3 separate regions of the Zea mays genome follow, and all the other regions are linked to region 2. The links are chromatin contacts, called in public Hi-C maps. All regions are on one chromosome and are shown on one strand. The core of a region is the stretch at or near the end of the contact, and the rest is flanking DNA. Distances in the headings are between cores, read along the strand shown. Region 1 holds the start of LOC100192542 (Formin-like protein 1). Region 2 holds the start of LOC103650885 (probable methyltransferase PMT19). Region 3 holds the start of LOC100383357.

Region 1 (3,198 bases), core at 34-2,533, 430 kb after region 2:
ACAAAAAAAATCACGTGGGACTGGCTCTGTGTCTTGACGTATAAGAACTCCATAAAAAAATGAGCAAGATCCATATGGTGCCCCCCACAAATACAGAAAACCTAGCTAGTGCCCCAATATTTTACTCGTGCTTGTAAGCTTGTTCTTCTTGCACACGTCCTCTTTGCTCTATTGCACACCCTTCCGCAACAACCTTGCATTTGTTTATCTGAGCAGCCGAGAGAATGGCCAAGGAATGAGAACAAACCAGGCAAGCTTCAACCACCACCGTTCTTCTTCCACGGTTCACAAAAAAACTGAACCAGCACTAGTGGCTAGTGGCCAACTCACATGCCTTTTGCACTGAGCGCATAAAAAACAACCTACTAATCAAAAGCGAAATAAAAGGTGCACACAAAGATGGGTAGAAGAGGAGAGGTAGAGCGGAGAGGAGAGGGAGCGAGACAGATCCAAAATACTACACCTCCATGTAAGCTGTATCCACACTACAACACATCACCTCACCTCCCTTCCTCTCCCTCCCTCCCTCCCTCCCTCTCTCTCTCTCCTCCAAGATCTGTCGATCACACACACCACACCATACACGCGCAGCTTTTTGCTGCTGCTTGCTCGTCTACTTGCCCGGTTGCCCCTGCTTCTTCTTCCATCGCAATGCCATCCCCTCGCCAATTCTTGCAGCTGCTGTTACCCACCTTGCTCGCCACTTGCTGCGTCGATGGAGCCAACGGCCCCCACGCTCCCGCCACCGCGAGGAGGCAGCTCCACCAGCCCTTCTTCGTCCCGGATCAGCCCGGGCAGCCGTCGGCGCCGCCGCCGTTCTTTCCCGCGATTCCGGTGACGCCCCCGCCTCCTGTGCCGACGGGGCAGGACCAGCCGACGTACCCCGCTCTGGTGTTCCCCAGCAACGGCTCCAGCGGTGCCACGCCTCCGGCCGGCAACTCGCACGGGTCCAAGAAGTCCTCCAAGCTCGTCCCGGCCATACTGCTGCCGCTGCTCACGGTGGCCGTGCTCGGGCTGTCCATCGCTTTCTTCTTCTCGCACCGCCGGCGCAATGCGGCCCGCGGGGGAGGCGGCGGGTGCGTTGGTGGCGGGGACGCCAAGTTCTTGCACCCGGAAAGGACGAGCCTCTTCGCGCGTGACGAGTTCGGTGGCAGCGGCGGAGGCGGCGTCAGGGAGGCCGCGCCGGCGCCGGCGCCGGCGTCGGCTACCTCTGCCGAGTTCCTCTACGTGGGGACGCTGGCGAGCAGAGCCGACGAGAGGAGCAGCGACACGACGTCGTCCGGCGACGAGGTGTCCCGGAGCTCAGGCGGATCGCCCGAGCTCCGCCCGCTTCCGCCGCTGGCGCGGCAGTGCGCGCCGGCGCCGTCGAGGAGCCCCGGCGCGGCCTCCCCGTCGTCCGGAGAGGAAGAATTCTACTCGCCGCGGGGCTCATCAACAAAGACCTCGAGCTCGCGCAGGACTCTGGCGACGGCAGTGCAGGCGGCCCTTGAGGCGCGAGACCGCTCTAGGACTCCGTCCCCTGGGTCGGTCCTGAGCACGCCGTCGTACCCATCTTCGCCGGGGGCGACGCTGTCGCCCGCGCCCGCCTCGCCGCCTGCCTTTTCCAGCCCAGGCGAGTCCGGCCGCCGCTCCGTCAAGTCAAGATCGGAAAGCGCGCGCGTCGTCGTCCTCCCGCCGGTTCCTCCGACTCCGCCCCCGCCTCCTCCCTTCGCACCGACACTGCCACCACCGCCACCTCCTCGCCGGAAACCACCGTCCCCATCGCCCCCGTGCTCTCCACTAAACGACAAACCAGCTCTCAGATCCAGCACCGACACCATCGAAAGAAACCCGTTCGCCCAGCCACCGTCCCTACCGACGAGCACACACCCGCCACGGCCACCTCCGGCTGCAGGACCGCCGCCACCACCTCCTCCTCCGCCGCCGCCGCCGGTGGGCTACTGGGAGAGCCGTGTCCGCAAGCCCGACACGTCCAAAGAAACCCGTTCGCCGGCACTGTCGCCGCCAAGCTTCAGGAGCGTCCCTGCGCCCACCGACGCGTTCCCAAGCTGGCTGCCCGAGAGCTCCGAGCAAGGCGACAAGTCCGAGGACACGACGCCACGGCCGAAGCTGAAGCCGCTGCACTGGGACAAGGTCCGGGCCAGCTCTGACCGCGTCATGGTGTGGGATCAGCTCAAGTCCAGCTCATTCCAGTGAGAACTCTGCGAAAACCTTCCATCTCTCTCAGATGTTTCAGCTGTTCGTGGTCGGTGTCCTTACAGGTTCCGCTGAATTCTCGCAGGGTGAACGAGGAGATGATCGAGACGCTGTTCATTTGCAATCCAGCCAATGCGCCGGCCAAGGAGGCGACTAGGAGGCCCGTGCTGCCGACGCCCAAGGCCGAGAACAAGGTGCTAGATCCGAAGAAGGCGCAGAACATTGCCATCTTGCTGCGCGCGCTGAATGTTACCAAGGAAGAGGTCAGCGACGCGCTCTGTGAAGGTGAACAAGATCCTCGCTGACACTACTTCCTAGATTTCAGCCATTTTGATTCGCGTCATACATGAATACATGATACATTGGTGTTCACTGTTTTTTTTTTCTCTCTCTCTCGATCCCATAGGATTAATAATTTTGCTCGTGAGTCGTGTTTGACCATATTTAGCTTGTGACTGAACTGCAGCCATTCTTGACTGTCCGTGTCCGTATAGTATGGTTGGGCTTTTAGTAAGTTCGTGTGAATGAAGTGAATGCCAGCATAGAAATAGAACCGCCGAGAGTTGTTGCTGCTCCATTTATGCTGAAAATCACTGGTTGCTAGAGTTATTTTACTTATATTGCTGAAGATGTACACTAGTTGGTCTACATTTTCCATTGTATTGCCTTCTTCACTAATGTGTTAACCATGCCTGCCATTCAGGTAACACGGAGAACTTTGGAGCGGATTTACTGGAGACCTTGCTGAAGATGGCTCCCACTAAGGAAGAGGAGATTAAACTGAGAGAATTCAAAGAGGAGTCTTCTCCAGTTAAGCTTAACCCAGCTGAGAAGTTCCTCAAGGCAGTGCTCGATGTGCCTTTTGCCTTCAAGAGAGTCGATGCGATGCTTTACATAGCGAACTTCGATGCAGAGGTCAATTACCTCAAGAAGTCGTTCGAGACCCTTGAGGTGAGCATTCCGAAATTTTGTAGCCTTTTCATTATTACGTTTCCTCAAACC
Region 2 (3,260 bases), core at 289-2,788:
CGTTTCCATGCGACCCCGTACGGCGAGAAGGCGACGCGGCGCGGAGAAAAAAATGAGTAGCGGGTTGGTTGCGCTGTCAAATCGAATCGAGAGCGCGCCGCCGCCGCCGCCCCTGCGCGGGCGTCTCCGGCGCGAGAGAATTAACGGCGGCCACACACACGGCACGGGCTCGGCGGACCGACCGGTCACGGTCTGGCCGCTCTCGTAGCTTGCAAGATACATGGAGAAAGAAAGTGTCCCGAGCGACGGGTCCCCGCGGTCCTGTACTCCTCTGCAATTGCAAGCTAGCGATGCTACACTACGATCGATCATGACGAGTCGCCGTCTTCGAGAAGGACGCGCGAGACCGTTGTGGCGAGCGGAGCACGGACAAGATGCAGCGTACGCAACGTACGACAGCGGCCGAGATCCTCCTCCTCCTCCTGGTCTAGGGACTGGGCGGGTGCGTGCTCGCAAGTCATTGAGTTGTACTCCTGCTGTAGCGTGCGTACGACGGTCTCCTTTGGACACGTGTGGTGTGTTGCGCGTCAGCTGCGACTGTCGTGTCCTCTACTCTGCCCGTACGACTGACTCGTCGAGATTATTGCTACAATTTGTCCGAGTAATTCGAGACCTTGCAAGTTGTTTTTACTGTCTCGTATGGACTGTAGTCTACGGCTGGCCGCTTTTCAGTGTGGAGTGTGGAGTTTCGACTGTAGTCTACGGTCTTCTGAAGAAAACTGTGGGTGTCTTTTTCGGGCGCCAATCACTGCACAAGAATCCGCGATAGTGCTCTCTACACAGGGGCGGATGATCCATGGTCAGGGGTCGGATGGTACACGACCTGGCGCATTTCTGCCTGTCGGTCGGACGGTCCATGCTCTGGGGCCGGACGGTCCGCGCGTGTGCAGAGGCGGCGAAAGGTCGCCGGCAGCGCCTGGATTTCGCTCCCGGGAGGGACCCCGTCAGAGAGGAGAGATCCTAGATGATGTCTAGGCTCGGGCAGACTGACCTAGACTCCTCTAATCGACGTAGAGTCGAAGAGAAACGGTGAATTTGAGAATTGAGAGGTTAAACTAGAACTACTTTTAATTGTATTGGAAATAAATGCGAGATAAAAATGTTATTGGTGATTATAAATCGGCCGTATACCTATGTATTTATAGAGTATGAGAGTTGGACCCGTTAAAAAAACTCCCCGAGTTAATTCCATTAATCTCGTTAACAAATACAGTAAAAAACTCGGAACCCTAGACCGCGTATTTTGTGGCTCAACAAAAACCATACGAGATGATGCAGTACGACATTGCACTTGCACGGATAAAAAAAACAAAAACAGTTAAGCCATCGCGATTTCGCATGTGCACAATCTCTCTTTCGTCTCAACAAAAAAAAACATCCACACGACACGACGACGAAGTGACGAGCGCATCAGACGAAAAGACCGTAAAAGCCAAGGAGCACGAGCCACTGGTGGCGCAGGCAGGCCCCACGAAGCCCCAACGGCCGGGCCCGCAAAGCAGCAACCGCTCTCGTCGCACTGTATGTAGTCCTCTCCTCTGCCCTGCCTCTTCAAATACGAACTGGGCGGCGCCACCACTCTCGCCGCACTCACCCGGAGTCGGAGCGGAGCATCCGATCCTCCACCAGTCCACCACCGAGTGCACTCAGCCACACACCAGCTGTTGTGCCCTGTGCGGCGCTCTACTGAGCGATACGCGGACTTGGCGGCGGCCATGCCACTCTCGGAGCCGTCGGCGCCGGCCGTGCTCGCGGCGCTGCCGCGGGCGCTCTCCCTCGCGGCCGCGGCCGTCGCGGCCGCAACCGCGACCCTCCTCCTCATCTCCGCCGTCTTCTCCACCCCCCACCACGCGGCGTCCTCCTCGTCCCCTCAGCTTTCCCCGTCCGCCAGCGCCTCCACCGCGGCGCCTGTGGCCCCGGCGCCCGCACACGCGCCCGACTCCGGCCCAGGCCACCCCCACCCCCCGCCTCCCGTTCCCCCGTGCCCTCCCAACGCCACCCACGACGTCCCCTGCCACGAGCCTCCCTCGCGCGAGCGCCACTGCCCCCCGCGCCCGCCGCCGCCGCCGCCTCTTCTTCCTCACCCGCCAAAGGACCCGCCGCCGCACCCTCCGCCGCACTGCCGCGTCCCGCCGCCGCCCAGGTACCGCCCGCCCCCGCCGTGGCCCGCGCGCCGCGACCGCGCGAGGTACGCCAACGTGGACCTCCCGCCGCTGCCCCCGGTTAAGGCGGCGGATGGACAGCAGCAGGACCCCGTTCACGGTCGCGGGGAGTGGCTGCTGTTCACCGACGGGGTGCAGGGTTATGTCGAGCGGCTGGAGCGCGTCGTGCCGCTCCGCGACGGCGTGGTGCACACGGCGCTCGACATCGGATGCGGGGTGTGTTGTACTCGCATCGCATGAAAGCTTGCCGATTCAGAAACTACTCGTTGGAAGTCTCTCTGTTCACGTGTCGATGTGTGTCCCTGACAGGTCGCGAGCTTTGGGGACTATCTGCTCAACTATGGCGTACTGACCATGTCCATTGCTCCGAGGGATAGATTTGAACCGCAGGTGCAGCTCGCCTTGGAGCGTGGACTGCCTGCAATGATCGGAGCGCTTGTTGCCCACAGGCTACCGTATCCATCGAGGTCCTTCGACATGGTGCACTGTGCGGACTGCCGTGTCCCATGGACTGCTCATGGTAGGACATGCAAGACGTCATGCTATTCCTGATTAAACATACTTCCTTCCTGATGCATCATCTATTCATTTATTATTTCACTGATTACTAATTGTTCAAAATAAAGTGATTTTCCTATTGGCAAATGTTGGAGTCGGTGAACACTGAACAGAACAGGACACCCTCCTCATATGTCGATGTCAAAACTAAAGTACAGTTTGTTTGTTTTTTTAGTCGAGTGCTCTTGTTCTCATTCACCTATAGCTGATTCCAGATGGGCTCTACATGCTGGAAATCGACCGTCTTCTCCAACCTGGTGGCTATTGGGTTTTCTCTAAGCCACCCGTCAACTGGAAATCTACATACAACATTTCGAATCAAGGGACCATAGACAAGCAGGACAATCAAGTAGCTATGGATGACATGTCGAAAAGGCTTCGTTGGACGAAGGTGTCTGAAGAGGGCACAATTTCTGTTTGGAGAAAGCCTTCTTGTAATCTCCATTGCGACCAAGAAGCAAATGCAAAGCTTGCTGGATTGCCACCACTCTGCACAGGAGAAGACCCAGATAGTGCCTGGCAAGTTTATTACTGTCCCCT
Region 3 (3,369 bases), core at 532-3,031, 370 kb after region 2:
TTCTCTAATCACCTTGTGTTCGGCAAAACTAAAACCCTATTGCAATACCTTTACCTTGAGCCGATCCACAATCAATACCAAAGTCTCCAAGACCTTCAATATAGCTCATCTTTCCATTGTCCAACCTTCATTCTTATTTCTCAAATAATTTGTTAGTCAACATATAGTTGTCATTAATTACCAAACACACTACTTAGGGACCTAGATGCTTCACATGAGGACCTGCCATAGCCACCATGTTGCTTCCTCTATCGAAGGCTATGACTAACATACTATGCATATGGTCATGTAAACACTATTTTATTTATATAGTGAAGTTTTAAACATGAGATGATGATCATTAAGCTATTATTGATAGCCTAAGAAACTCAAAGGTTGAACCTTGGTCGTCCCACTTCCATTTGTGAGACTGATGCACATGTAGGGATGTTAACGAGGCAGGTTCGGGGTAGGTAGAGCGTTCGCAGACCCGAACCCAAAACTCGAGAATAAAATCTGCATCCGACTTGAACCCTATCTCAGATTAAAATCTGAAGAATCAACCTCCTTGTGCCTCCTGCTCAATGCTCCCTGGACCGAGCAACAAAATAGGCATTTGTTTACAGTCGCGCATAGGTCGCGAGGAGGCAGCTTGGCCCACTGGAGGCGAGGGTGAGGTGTCAGAGAGGAGGCAATGTAAATCTTAGGGCCAGCGCAAGCGCAACAGAGCAAGGAAGATGGGAGAGGGAGGGAAGGTTGAGTGATTTCTCAACGTGGTGGGAAGTTTTCTCCTCGGCTCTACGAAAATGCGACACTACGACGACCAGTGGGAGGAGCACGGAGCACCTAGAGACTGGAGCAGCGGGCAGCGCCACAACGACCAGTGGGGGAGTAGTGGACGGTGCCGCGTCAACATGTGGGGAGTAATAGGTGGTGCACGTGTGGCCGGGGAATAATGGAGGAAGCAGGGAATAAGGAAGCGATGACTTTAGGGCAAGCGAATCAGTTGGGCCTCTACCTTATATATATCACGTTATAGGGCCATATTTTAGGCTTGCATACTGTTCGCACCTATGGAAAACCGTCATGTAGTGTTCAATACCCGCGCCGAACCCGTAGACTGCCATGTCCCCTATTGGATCGAAAACCCACGGGTACCCGCCCAACTGTCATTCCTATGCACACGGATAGGAGATCCAACCACGCCAACACATATTTCAGGGGGTGTTTGAATCTGTAGTCTTCACATAGAATGTTTGTTTGGATCCACTCAACTAACTGTAGTCTTTGCCATATAGAATATTTGTATAATAATTATAGATATTAAATATAATCTAAGTGTAAAACTAAAACACAGATAAATAATAAAAGACGAGACAAATTTATTAAAGCTATATTTAATTCTCATAATTAATATTCCAACATTTGATATAATACGAAATAAACTTTAATTAGAGGAAGCACTTTATCCGCTAAATTCAATGTGCGGCACGCTATCTCCACCTCCACAGCCACGTGACATTTCCTCCGCACGATGCCACGGTCACTTCATCACTGTCAGTTCACACACAGACTCACTGCTCGAGCTCGAGGAGGTGTTTTGCTAATTTTGCAGCGCCAGGGCTGGAAAAAAATATTCCGAACAACCACAGGGGTGAGTGCACGAAACGTGTGTCACTTTTGTCTTCAGCTTGCAGCAGCTTCAGCTTCTCAGTTCTCACAGCCAACGCAGGCGTCCAAGTCCAAGCAAAGCCCCGCTCCTGTCACAGACAAATTTCCACGGGAGTATCTCCCCCCCTGCTTTTTTCTTCTTCCCTTCACCCCCCGCGTGCGCGCTCAGTCCCTCTCGCCTGTGGCGACGCTTGAGCGACCGCTGCTGCCGCTCGACGCCAGATCTTCGCCGTGCCGCTCCGGTGACGAGCACCCTCCAGGTATGCCCTTGGAGGTATGCCCGCCCTTTCTTTTTCCTTCCTGCCGCGCGAAACCGTGCACCCAAACCCTAGCTTACGCTATTTGGCATTTCTACTCGGATCTGATCTAATTACAAGTGTACACGTGTCTTCTGCCAGCTAACTTCGATTGTCTTCGCAAAAAATTGACTTTTTTTTTCTGGGTTCGCCCCTTCTCAGCGTAAGGAGGGGAGTCGGAGATGTTTTACTCGCAGTTCATTTTGGCCAAAAAGGGTCCCCTCGGGACCATATGGATTGCCGCGCACTTGGAGCGGAAGCTGCGCAAGAACCAGGTCGCGGACACGGACATCGGCGTCTCCGTAGGTGGGTGGCCTTGCTCAAGCTTCCAACAATTTGCTTTCAATCTAGGTTTTTTTGCTCTACTGTTAGGTCTGTGACCTGACCCGTAGGATGGTAAAGTGTTGTTTTGCTAATGCTCGTCAGTCTTGTAGCTTCTAGTTATGCCCAGCGTTAAGTAGCTTCTACCTGCTGCTATCAGAAGCGTAAAAAGATAACCTTTTTTTGAACTGTCAGCTGTCAATGAGTTGTCAGTTCTTTTTTTGTTTAATTTGCGGTGCATCACTGCATCATCTACATCGCTGTAGAAAATCATTACTTGGTAGATTTAGCATGATACTACCTTGGTTCATGTAGCTGTTTCTTTTTGCTGTTCTATTGCCTGCTAGTGCTAGGTACAGCACCGATGGCTTTTTTGCTCAGTTACATTGGTTGTTGCTGACCGAAGGGGTGTCTCCTTTGGGAATACTAGTTTTTTTTGCATTAATTCGTCCTACCAGGAGAAATTCTTAGGTAAAGCTTATTACAACTGTTAGAGTGGAAGCACTAATCAGTTCAACCCAAAAGAACTTTTGGGTTGAACTGGTTAGTGCGTCCACTCTAACAACAGCAATATAATACTATCACCCTGTGTCGTGTCCCTGACATGTGGAAAGAACTCATCTTTCTGGCTTTGATTACTCCGTGACTATTTTTAACCTTTTGATAATATAATTCGTCATTCTAGCTGGACTACTGTGTAATCTAAAAAAACTCGGCCAGTAGGGAAAAGACCACCCACACAGTATTATATTAAGAAGAAGCTCGATCGGAGCCCCGACCGAGAAAGGCCATGAAAGCTGGTCCCCCATGCAACATGAGGGTTCACCCCCTATAGGCCAGATCTTTACTCGTGCTTTGAGCCCTCGTAGTCCCTACATGAGGATCCGCCCCCATAGGCCAGTCCATCTTGTGCGCACACAACCAGGGGAACCAGCGAGTCACCTTTTTTAGCCTCAACCTGAAATTTGCTCCCACTGGGATTCGAACTAAGAACCTGAGGAATGCTACTCAGACCACCTAACCAACTTGGCTAGAGGTCCTTTCGCACTACCGTGTAACCTCTTTTTCCCATTTCCTTTTCTTTTTGTGTGATTGTCCGTTT

The links. Hi-C and Micro-C count contacts between places; a contact is called where the count stands out from the background.
Region 1: a contact with region 2 is called in a Hi-C map of endosperm, with 3 times the contacts expected there. The contact joins the promoter of LOC100192542 here to the promoter of LOC103650885 in region 2. A contact is called at or near these places in 8 of 25 Hi-C or Micro-C datasets (bundle sheath, ear, endosperm and 4 more).
Region 3: a Hi-C map of bundle sheath shows a contact between it and region 2, with 2.4 times the contacts expected there. The contact joins the promoter of LOC100383357 here to the promoter of LOC103650885 in region 2. A contact is called at or near these places in 7 of 25 Hi-C or Micro-C datasets (bundle sheath, ear, endosperm and 3 more) and 1 of 3 datasets of contacts at active chromatin or transcription factors (seedling).

What each region holds. Positions count from the first base shown.
Region 1 is chr3:172,123,936-172,127,133 of Zm-B73-REFERENCE-NAM-5.0, forward strand. It overlaps LOC100192542 (Formin-like protein 1), which reads left to right and starts at 1,284. Exons shown (of 4, transcript NM_001137761.1): 1 at 1,284-2,192; 2 at 2,282-2,481; 3 at 2,900-3,147. The coding sequence starts at 2,158.
Region 2 is chr3:171,690,432-171,693,691 of Zm-B73-REFERENCE-NAM-5.0, forward strand. It overlaps LOC103650885 (probable methyltransferase PMT19), which reads left to right and starts at 1,539. Exons shown (of 6, transcript XM_008676476.4): 1 at 1,539-2,378; 2 at 2,472-2,682; 3 at 2,936-3,239. The coding sequence starts at 1,716.
Region 3 is chr3:172,056,517-172,059,885 of Zm-B73-REFERENCE-NAM-5.0, forward strand. It overlaps LOC100383357, which reads left to right and starts at 1,782. Exons shown (of 15, transcript NM_001176013.1): 1 at 1,782-1,924; 2 at 2,109-2,252. The coding sequence starts at 2,129.